2 separate regions of the Sus scrofa genome follow, and region 1 is linked to region 2. The links are chromatin contacts, called in public Hi-C maps. All regions are on one chromosome and are shown on one strand. The core of a region is the stretch at or near the end of the contact, and the rest is flanking DNA. Distances in the headings are between cores, read along the strand shown. Region 1 holds the start of HCFC2 (host cell factor 2). Region 2 holds the start of EID3 (EP300-interacting inhibitor of differentiation 3).

Region 1 (5,074 bases), core at 2,260-4,759, 180 kb before region 2:
TAGTACCCTTATAAGAGATTCCAGAGGGTTCCCTCATCCCTTTCACCAGGTAAGGTTACAGGGAGAAGTCAGCAGTCTGAAACCTGCAAGAGGGTCTTCATCAGAATCTGACCAGGCTGGCACCCTGACCTTGGACTTCCAGCCTCTAAAACTGTAAGAAATAAATGTTGGTTGTTTATAAGCTAACCCAGTCTGTATTATTGTTTTATAGCAGCCCAAACAGACAAAGACATCTCTGTTGCTCCTTCAGTCTTACCTTTTCAACTGGATCCTTCTTCTGGGCCCACAATCATGCTCAAGTCTCATCCCTGGAAAGAAAAAGAACAGCTTGCTCTGTACCCATTTCTCGCCTCCAGTCACTGTTCTTCTTTTTCCCTTCATGGGCAAGTCTCTGTAAAAAGTAGACCATACATGTTACCTGCACTTCCTTATTTGTTTTTCATTCTTGGACCTTCTGTGGCTTCCCTCCTCCCACTCCTCTGAGTGTTTTAATCTAGGCCATTAATAACATCCTAGTTTGCAAATCCAGCTGACACTGCTTCATGGTCTTTTTCTTATCTGACCTCTCTATGGCTCTTGGCTTAGATAACCACTTCCTCTCTGTGAAAGCCCCTTTCATGGTGACTTCTTTGATATCACCCTCACCCAGTTCCCTTTTGACTTCACTGACTTTTCGTTCCCCGTTTCATTCGTGAGAGCCTCCTTCTGTCTTTACCTCTTGAATACGGGCTTCTTCAGGGCGCTATTCGGCCTCATTCACCTCTTTCTACACTTCTCCTCCTAGGTGGTAACTTCATTTCTTAAAGTTTCAAAGATTGAAGAGAACTTTCTTGAGAACTGGGGACCTATTCTAGACTCCTTCCTTAAGCAGAGTTGAGTCAAAGCTGCTCTGGTAAAATATCTTCACCACTGGATTAAGCATCTTGTCAAGGATCAACCTGTGTCTCCCTGCACCCCCCCCCCGCCCCAAGATACAATGAAGTCCTAATGCCTGACACCTGTGAATTCAACATTATCTGAACATAGGTGTTTGCAGGAATAATCAAGTTAAAATGAGGTCATTAGGATTGGGCCCTAATCCAATACAACTGGTGAACTTATAAGAAGAGACAAAGACACACAAGGACAAGACCATGTAAACTGGAGGCAGAGATTGGAGTGATGTGGCTATAAGCCAAGGAACGTCTAGGATTGACAGCCACCACCAGAAGCTAGAAAGAGGCAAGGAAGCATTCTTCCCTACAGCTTCAGAGGGATCATATCCCTGCTGACACCTTGATTGTTAACTTCTAACCTCCAGAACTGCAAGACAAGTTTCTATTGTTAAAACCTGGTTTGTGGTACTTTGTTACAGCAGTCCTAGGAAATTAATACAGACCTCCACACAGTCCTGAAGCTCCTTTATCAAAGCAACTCTTACCACTAGTAATCTCTTTTGTCTTAATATTTTGGCTTCATCTTTCCCCTAGTTTAGAGATTTTCAGACTTTCAAATATCATGCCATTTTTTAAAAAATTTAATATCAATATTGGGTTTGCAATTTTAATTTTGCCCTTAGTCTTTTGCTACAAGGGCTTAAAAACACACACACAAAATTACCATCTACTTACAGAATCACTCATAAAAGTTGACTTTTTACAGAGACTTGCTCAGTCATAAAAAGGACATTTTAATACTAAACTCCCAGAATAAATTTCTTTAAATGAATTTTTTTTTTTTTTTGTCTTTTTAGGGCTACACCTGCAGCATTTGGAAATTCCCAGGCTAGGGGTTCAATTGGAGGTGCAGCTGCCGGCCTACACCCCAGCCACAGCAACATGGGATCGGAGCTGAATCTGTGACCTATACCACAGCTCATGGCAATGCCCAGATCCTTAACCTACAGAGTGAGGCCAGGGATCGAACCCACATCCTCATGGATAGTAGTCGGGTTCTTAACCTGTTGAACCATGATGGGAACTCCTTAATGAAATACTTTTTTAAAGTTTTACAAAAACCTCATTGCTCTATCCTAGCTTTTCCAGATACATAAAAACTTTCTAGGTGAAATATTTAAGAGTCCATGCTATACATGTGACCAAGAATCAATACATAGCCTTCCTTCTTTGTTCCCAGCCATCTTCCCATCCCAATTCCAACTTCTGTTTGACCATATTATGAAACTGCGGTATTAATCAGGGAAAGTAAGAACTTGAAAAGCAAGAGCCGGAAAGTATAGCAAGAATTCCTTCTAAAAAGGGAGAAACTACCTTTTTAGATGAATGTGAAGGTTAGGTTTGAGGGAATTGAGGGAGGGGAGATGAGCTAGGCCTAAGAGGGATATTTAAAGTAATAAGATGAGGAAAAAAAAAAATTTTAGGAAATTTGGTCTACATTGTTTGTATTCTCTCTGATACCTCTTGAGAGTGTGAGGTAGGAATTTAAATTGCTTTCAATTCCCCTCCATCCCCCTTGCCGAATTTGTGTCTCTCTGAGTGTGATTCTGTGTAGGACATGATCGAAAGGCAGCGGGGCTTAATAGGGTTGTATATGACCGTGATCGGAGGACGTATGGTATAGTGGTTATGGATTGAGTCTCTGGAAGAAGTTCTGCGTTTGAATCCTGACCCTAATCCTTTTCTGCTGTAGTGCCGGAGAGAATTACTTTACTCTTCTGCGCCTCATTTCCCCAACCACGAAAGGCTGAAAGGCTCACTTCACTGGGTTGTTGGGAGAATCGTGAGTTAATATACAAAAGGTAGGGAGGACAGTGCTTGTCAATAAAAGACCCTCAAATGTTAGAAAGTAATAAAACAGAAATCTATTATCAATCTCTCACCTGCTTAAAACAAACAAAACTTTTGCGGCTCGCCGTTCCTAAACTTCTCGGCACAGCACCCTCCGAACTTGATCTGCCTGACTTGCCTTTGCAGACTGAGCTCCGACCTTCCCTCCGGTGTTCATAGCAAAGGGGGGACACAGCGCTCGCAGCCGCTAGGTCGTGGTCCAGACCCTCTCCCTCCCTCCCCCCTTCGCTGGCATCCTCGACGTCCCCGCGCCTTGGCGCGCGTGTCATCCCTTCCGCGGAGGCAGGTTTCCCTCTCTCCTCTCCGTACTCCTGGCACTTCGAAACCTCTACGTGAGCTTTTCTCCCTTTGTGCATTGTTTAAAGGATCTGACTCGTCCACACGCCCTAGATGCTCAATTAAACTGACCCCCGTTTAATGAAAGGAAAACGCTGTACCTTTTTCTGCAAATACAAAATGGGGGGGGCTCTGTGTGGGGAGGGGAGACTTGGTCAGTAGGAAATGTCCTTCCACCCTAAGATCCATTGCCCTGGGTGCCAGGGCCAGCCACGTCGCCCGGGGGTGAGGACCGGGCTCTCTCGTCGGGACCCTCTAGGCTCCCGGCAGCCTGCGGTTCGGCTCGCGGCCACGTGACCACCACCTTCCCGCGGGGTTTCCCCCCCTTCAGCGGGCACAGCTGGAGGCCGGTCCCCGCCCTCCCCCGGGAACAGCGGCGCCGGAGCGGGGCGCGGTGCATTGTGGGCAGAGGGGCGGGGGTTGGGAAGATGGCGGCTCCCAGCCTCCTTAACTGGAGGCGGGTTTCCTCCTTCACGGGGCCGGTCCCCCGCGCCCGGCACGGACACCGGGCGGTGGCCATCCGGGAGCTGATGATCATCTTTGGAGGGGGCAACGAGGGCATCGCGGACGAGCTGCACGTCTACAACACGGGTAGGCGCGGCGGCGGTTTTTCGGCCCCGCCTGTGGGAGCCGCGGAGGGGGAGGGGAGGAGAGGCGAGGCGGCGGCCGCGGCCCTGACAGCTGTCACCGCCGGGTCACTGCCTCCACCAGCGGGCGGCGGGGAGCGCGGCTTGGCCAGACAGTCTCGCTCCCGCAGTGTCCCGGGAGGTAGCTCCGTTTCCCCAGGGTCCGCGGGGCGGAACCGGCCGACAAGCGGGGAGCGCCGGCCCTCGGGCAGACGGTGCAGGACCCCCCACGCCGCAGCCCTGCTGGGGGACGTAGGCGAGGGAGACAGTTCCCACCCGCCTGGGCCTCTTCCCCAAGTCTTGCCCACTCTGGGGTCCCGAGAGTCCCTCCTCTGTCAAAACCTAACTCCAAACCAGAGCTTCTCTGGGCCTTTCCTGTCTTTGCCTGCCTTCCTTACGAGGAAAAGAATATAGGGGAGGCGAGGAGGGGAAACGAGAGGCTTTCGGGTACTTTCACCCCAAATACAGCCCCGTGTCCAGCAGGTGACAGTCAAGATTTTTACCCCATTGGTAGCCCTCTTAACTGGCGGGGAAGTGGTCGGTGGCTGAGCCCGGCGCCTGCCTCTGCGTGGTTGGGTGTGTGTGCCCACGCTCAGCCGTGAGGCGCTCGGAGAGAGGACTGTCAGCTCGAGCACCGCTGCAAATCAGAACTACCCGCGGCCGCGGAGGCCCTGCCTTTGAGTACCTCCGTGGGATAGAAAAGAGACTGGAATTTCATTTATCCCGCTTGTAAACGAGCCAGCTATCTGGAGGAAACTTGTTTTCTTGGTGTACGGCTAATTGATGAATTTGGAATCTGTTATGATCAATTATTTTTCTTTGACCAAACAGCTTAATCATAGTGGTCATTAAAAAAAAATAAATGAAATTGTGGAGTAGGGGGAAGTCTTTTTTTTTTCTTCCCCCCGCCCTTCCTCCTGGCACCCTAGCATAAAAAGTTAGTTGACAGTTTAGTATAGTGTAAAAACCTTGGCTTTGGAATAAGACCTAGTTTGAATTTTGCTCTGCCAGTTGCCCAGGATCAGTGCCTCAGTTACTAAATAGAAGTGTCAGATTTTTCACTTGGGAAATGGAAAGGATGATACTCTCCAAGTAGGGTTGTGGTCAGAAGTTAAATAATATAGACCAGGGGTTTTTTTGTTTGTCTTTTTAGGGCCGCACCCGAGGCATATGGAGGGTCCCAGGCTAGGGGTCTAAGTGGAGCTGCAGGCACCGGGCCTACACCACAGCCGCAGCAATGGCAGATCCTTAACCCACTGAGCAAGGCCAGGGATCGAACCCACAACTTAACAGTTCCTAGTCGGATTCATTTCTGCTACGCCACAG
Region 2 (5,231 bases), core at 915-3,414:
CTTCCTTTACAGAATCGCCAGACTGACTAATCCATTACCTTAGGGCAGTGGCTCCCAAACTACTGCTCACTGGAATCATCCAGGGAATTTTTAAAAACTCAGATGCTCAGGTCGCACCCAATACCAATTACATCAGAACGTCCGGGGGTGGGAGCCAGGCGTCAGTATTTTTAAAGACCTCGCATGATTACAACCGGTAGCAAAGTTCAGGAGTCACTGCCCGAGGGCATAGTCCGGTTTTGCTCAGTTAAGACACGTTCTTTTGGTTCTGGTTCCAAACATTCCTTAAATTGCATTTGCTCCTTTCCTGGGTTGGGGGCGCTGTGAGCGGGAAGTGGACGTGCTGTCACCCAATTAGGAGATCCCACTTTGCTAAGCCCATCAGCCAGGCGCCAGGGCTGCACGAGGAGTGGATTTTTGCTTTGTCATTCTGACTCTGGCGGTTTGCCCGCCCATTCAGGGGAGGGCGTGGCTTCTCCGAGCCTCTGGGAACCGGCCTCCCTTTCCCTTCAGTCGTCTCCGGTCCCGCATTGCATCGGATCGCGAGGTGGTGGGGCGCGTCAGAGAGGCGCCTGCTGCCCAACAGCTCGCGTTCCTGTAAGCTTCGGGCTCACCAAAAACGGAGGAAGCCCCGGGCCTCCCGCTGCGAGAACCCCGGGCCGAGAGCATCCGCCTGCCGGTGCGTTGCGAATGCGGAGCGAGGAGAGATGTTTGAGGGCGGGTCTGAGTAGGGGTGAGGCTTTATTGAGGCGGGTGAGCGTCTTGGCCGCATTCATTGTTTCGCCGGGTGGGTGAAAGCTTAGCGTGCGTGGAGGTGAGGCCGGCCCCCTGTCGGCCGGAGGTTTCCTTCCTCTAGCTCGTCTCCGTAGAGGCAGTGGGCAGAATATCGGAGGAAATGGACTTTTGTATCATTTCTTAGTGCACGGGTGTTGAAATGCAGGTAATAAGGTGATGAATAGATTGACAGACCCTTCTCAACATTAAGAGAGTTTAAGCAAGCCTCAAGGAATTTTCACACCATTGAATCTTCAGAAATCGTGAGAGGTTGGCAGATCATGCTTTCTGTGTGTGCAAGCGGGGAGACTAAGGCTCAGACTCCCGTGACTTTCCCCAGGCCGGCAAACGAGACAACTAAGAGGAACCCGTGCTTATCTCCCTGTATCAGGCAGTACCCGCTAAGCGTTAAAGGCTTCACCACACTGCCTGGTTTGACTCCTGGCTCTGCTGTTAACTAACTCTGGTTGCTTGAATTTGGGCAAGATAGGGGGTTTTTGGTGCCTCAGTTTTCTTATCTGTGAAATGGACCTGATAGGAGCGACTTCGAAAGGGTAGTTAGATTAAGTGTTAATCTATGCAACGCATTACAGAAGCGTTTTTATCATCAAACAACTGTACTTTGGGGTGCAGGTGTGGTTTTTGTCTCATGAATGGACCTCATGTCAGTATCAATGGAGTCTATTTTTAATTCTCACTGACTGACTCATTCTCTACCTGAGTTCACTCGTTTGTAAATTTGGACCGGTTTCACCCAGCCTGTCAGGTAGGGTGTTGCTGTATTATTTCAAGGTTCTTAAAGCACCCGTAAGTGGGCAGCGTGGGCTTCATTTTACCCCATGTTTTCAAACTTCAAAGAAACATTGGAAGTTGGTTTTTGGCACTCTGTATAGATGCAGAGTTCAAAGGCAGATTGAGTTGGAAGGTGTTTTTTGAAAAGTTGAGATAACTGTGCCCTAAGCTTCCTTTTGAGGCGTTTCTGAATTCGGGACCCACTGGGGACGTGTGACGTCTATTTTAGCGAGACTTGCCCTTTCCTGGGGTCTGCCTGGCGTTTGCGGCTGGCCGCGAGGCCGTCCCGGTCCTCCCGCCCGGGACCCGACCCTTGGCCGGCCTCGGTCAAGGTCAGGCGGGGCCCGGGACGGAGGGGCGGTCGCGCGGTGGGGGGGGGGGAGTGCAGTTGGGGACGCGGAAGCCCCGCCCCCGCCGCGCACTTCCCGCCGCCGCCCGGGGCGGAAAGACTGACCGGCTTCGCTCTGCTTTTGTGCCACAGAGGACGGGCGGGGCCTCGAGAGAGCGCTCTCCGAACTGACCTCGGAAACCGACGTGCCCGTTGTGTTTGTGAAGCGGCGAAAGATAGGCGGCCATGGTCAAACCCTGAAGGTAGGTGGGCGAGCTTTACGTCTCTGTAATGCGCCTGAACGGGGAACCGGCTCTTGGGGCCGGTGGTGGTCTCAGCCCTCCTCTCCAAGCCCGGGTGACCGGGAGCGGACCTCCCACCGAGCACATCCTTAGAAATGAGAAGGACGCGCGGGGCCAGCTCACGTGTTCATCGATGTTGATGAGACATACTTTTCAGAACGGGAAGCTTGGACGAGCGGATGGACCTATTTTCAGCTTTGAAAATAGGTTTTTAAACGTCCTTTTTTTCCTCCTTGCCTTGTTCTTTCTCTCCTAGTAACTCTATAAATAACTTAAAAATTTTTAGCAGCCGTGTACCTGCCGAATGTGAGTGTTTAGAGAAGTACTGCGAAGGGTGGATCAGGAAATGCTTATCTCTGTCCGTCCCTCTCATCTTCCTCTGTAATTTTCAGGGAGGGAAACCTGGAAACCCCAGGCTCAGGGGAGAGCGACCAGCAAGCCCTTAGAGCGAGTTCCTTACCCTTCAGGGGTTGCTTTTCTAGCCTTGAGTTAACAGCTGGGTAGAAGCATAGGCGAAGAAGAAATCTTTGCTTCGGCTGGTGGCGAGGGTGGTAGTGGCAGTCCTCCCTGGGCCCACGCACGAGGTCATGGCCCACCAGACGGGAGAAAGGCTGAGAGGCTGGGTGCACGTTAGCGGGATTTGCAGCCTGGTGATAGTCCACCTCTGGTGTGGTTGGTGACCAAGTTAGAAAGCCTCATCCCATCACTGTGATACATCTGCTTTAATTGTCTTTTTGTATTGAAGTAATTTTTAAGAAATGGAAGTCATACTGGAACATTGCCTTCTTAGAATTAAGCCTGAGGCCTCAGTTAAATGTAAAAGGTGTATTTAGATGGGTGCACATTCAGGAAGCAGGTAACAGTTAACTTGCATTTTTATTTACCATGTTTTCGTTCCTCTAAAAGAATCTTACCTTTTTGAAGAATGGGTATAGGAAATGAAGAGAGACTTGGAAGACAAATAGCACATTAATGGAAAATACTTAAAGGAGCTAAAAAGACTTTTAGCTTGATGTAAAATATGTTGTATTACTCAGACCTTTAGTTTGCAAGTAAAATGAGACAAAGTTCTATCAATATTCCTTCCTGTCTGATCTCTTTTCTCCACCTGTGTCATAAACAGATGGTCATGATTTTAACACCAGTGGGAGTAAAAAGGATCACTTTATATATAAGCTTTACATCCACTTAACTGATGAGATCTGATGTTTTCATTTCTATATTATCATAGTTAATTTCAGACATTTAGTGAAGTGCAATGTCAAGATTAAAGCATACCACCAAGTTATAATTAAAATTTTAAAAAGTTATTTATCACATCTCTTTTAAGCACACTTATCACTCTCTGTATCATTTGATTTATTTTTGGATTTTAATGAGTACTAAGAAATGAAAGAAGACACAAGGTAATGAGGCTTACTGCTTTGAAACTGTTCGTGAATTTCCAGCCAGTTGTTGCCCACATTTAGGAAGAAGCGGTAGGTTCTAAAATTCTTTAGGGAACACCAGGTTTGAGTGGAGAAAGGCATTATTTAGCAGAGAATGGAGTGCTTATAGGATTAGTGTTATCATCCTAAAGTCCACACCTTAAAAAAGGTAAAGATTTCCTGCTTTGATGCAACTTAAATAACGCAGAGGGAGCTTGTTAAAATACTGCTTTTCTTTTCTAAATGTTGTTTTCTTTTCTAAATGTTGTTTCTTCCTTTGTCTTCCTTTCTCCTCAATAAGCAACAGCAGCAGCAAAGCCTCCCTTGCTTTCACAGTGTACTCTAGAAGACCAGGGAGTGTGGTCCTGGAAGGAACTGATAATTTAGGTGGCTAACTACAGAATGAAGGCTTTAAAGAAGTGTATTTCAAAAACCTGTAGACTGTGTCACGTGCAAAGGATCCCCTGGAGTGCTTGTTAAACCTGCATGCCTGGGGTTTAGCTGAGGTCTTGTTCATTGAACCCTCTGGAAGGGGCTGGGATCTGCCTTTCAATTTATTTTTTTACAAGCCCCCCTCAGGTAGTTCTCGTGATAAATATCACATTTGAACCTTACTTTAATGTATAAAGTTATTTGGACACAGTTAGTTGCTACATAATTAGAAATGGAGAAAACCAAATAAAAAACTGCTCTTTAATTCCTAAAAGATACTAGTTAGAAGATAGCAAATAGAAACTCAACAGGCATGTAACACTTCCTACCTGAATAGAAAAACAGGGCGGAAGTTCCCGTTGTGGCGCAGTGGGTAACGAATCCGACTAGGAACCATGAGGTGGCGGGTTCGGCCCCTGCCCTTGCTCAGTGGGTTAACGATCCGGCGTTGCCATGAGCTGTGGTGTAGGTTGCAAACACAGCTCAGATCCCGAGTTGCTGTGGCTCTGGTGTAGGCCGGTGGCTACAGCTCCGATTCAACCCTTAGCCTGGGAACCTCCATATGCCGAGGGAGCGGCCCAGAAATAGCAAAAAGCCAAAAAAAAAAAAAAAAAAAAAAAAGAAAAACAGGGAACCTGTCTGTGGCCAGGGCTTGCATGTCCATGTGTGAAATTGGAACTAGTGAATTACTAAATTCTAAGAACTATGAAGAGAGTTCCCTTTTGCACAAAAACATGGCTTTCGTAAACATTTTCATTCCTTTTTTTTTGCTTTTTAGGGCCATACCCAAGGCATATGGAGGTGCTGGCCTATGTCACAGCCACAGCAACACCAGATCTGAGCTGTGTCTGCCACCCACACCACAGCTCACGGCAACGCCGGATCCTTAACTCACGGAGCAAGGCCAGGGGTGGAACCCGCAACCTCATGGTTCCTAGTTGGATTCGTTAACCACTGAGCCACCATGGGAACTCCAACATTTTCGTTCTTAAGGTCAAGTTTGGACATTTTCTTACAGGGAATCTTTCTTACATGTAAATCTGTGTCTCCAGGATTCCAGAGCTTTGAAACCACTCATACAAAACAAAAAATGCCTATTGGTGGTACTGAGAAGAAAATCTAAGTGGGTGCAAAAGTGCTTATTGGACCACTGAGCACCAAAAGGAGTTAAGACTT

The links. A called contact is a pair of places that touch in the nucleus more often than the background predicts.
Region 1: a Hi-C map of skeletal muscle shows a contact between it and region 2, with 4 times the contacts expected there. The contact joins the promoter of HCFC2 here to the promoter of EID3 in region 2. A contact is called at or near these places in 2 of 47 Hi-C or Micro-C datasets (heart right ventricle and skeletal muscle).

Annotation. Positions count from the first base shown.
Region 1 is chr5:80,408,233-80,413,306 of Sscrofa11.1, reverse strand. It overlaps HCFC2 (host cell factor 2), which reads left to right and starts at 3,509. Exons shown (of 15, transcript XM_003126644.5): 1 at 3,509-3,713. The coding sequence starts at 3,551. It overlaps GLT8D2 (glycosyltransferase 8 domain-containing protein 2), which reads right to left and starts at 3,392. Exons shown (of 11, transcript XM_021092640.1): 1 at 3,224-3,392; 2 at 257-308.
Region 2 is chr5:80,231,500-80,236,730 of Sscrofa11.1, reverse strand. EID3 (EP300-interacting inhibitor of differentiation 3) reads left to right here and starts at 2,164. Exons shown (of 1, transcript XM_021092633.1): 1 at 2,164-5,231.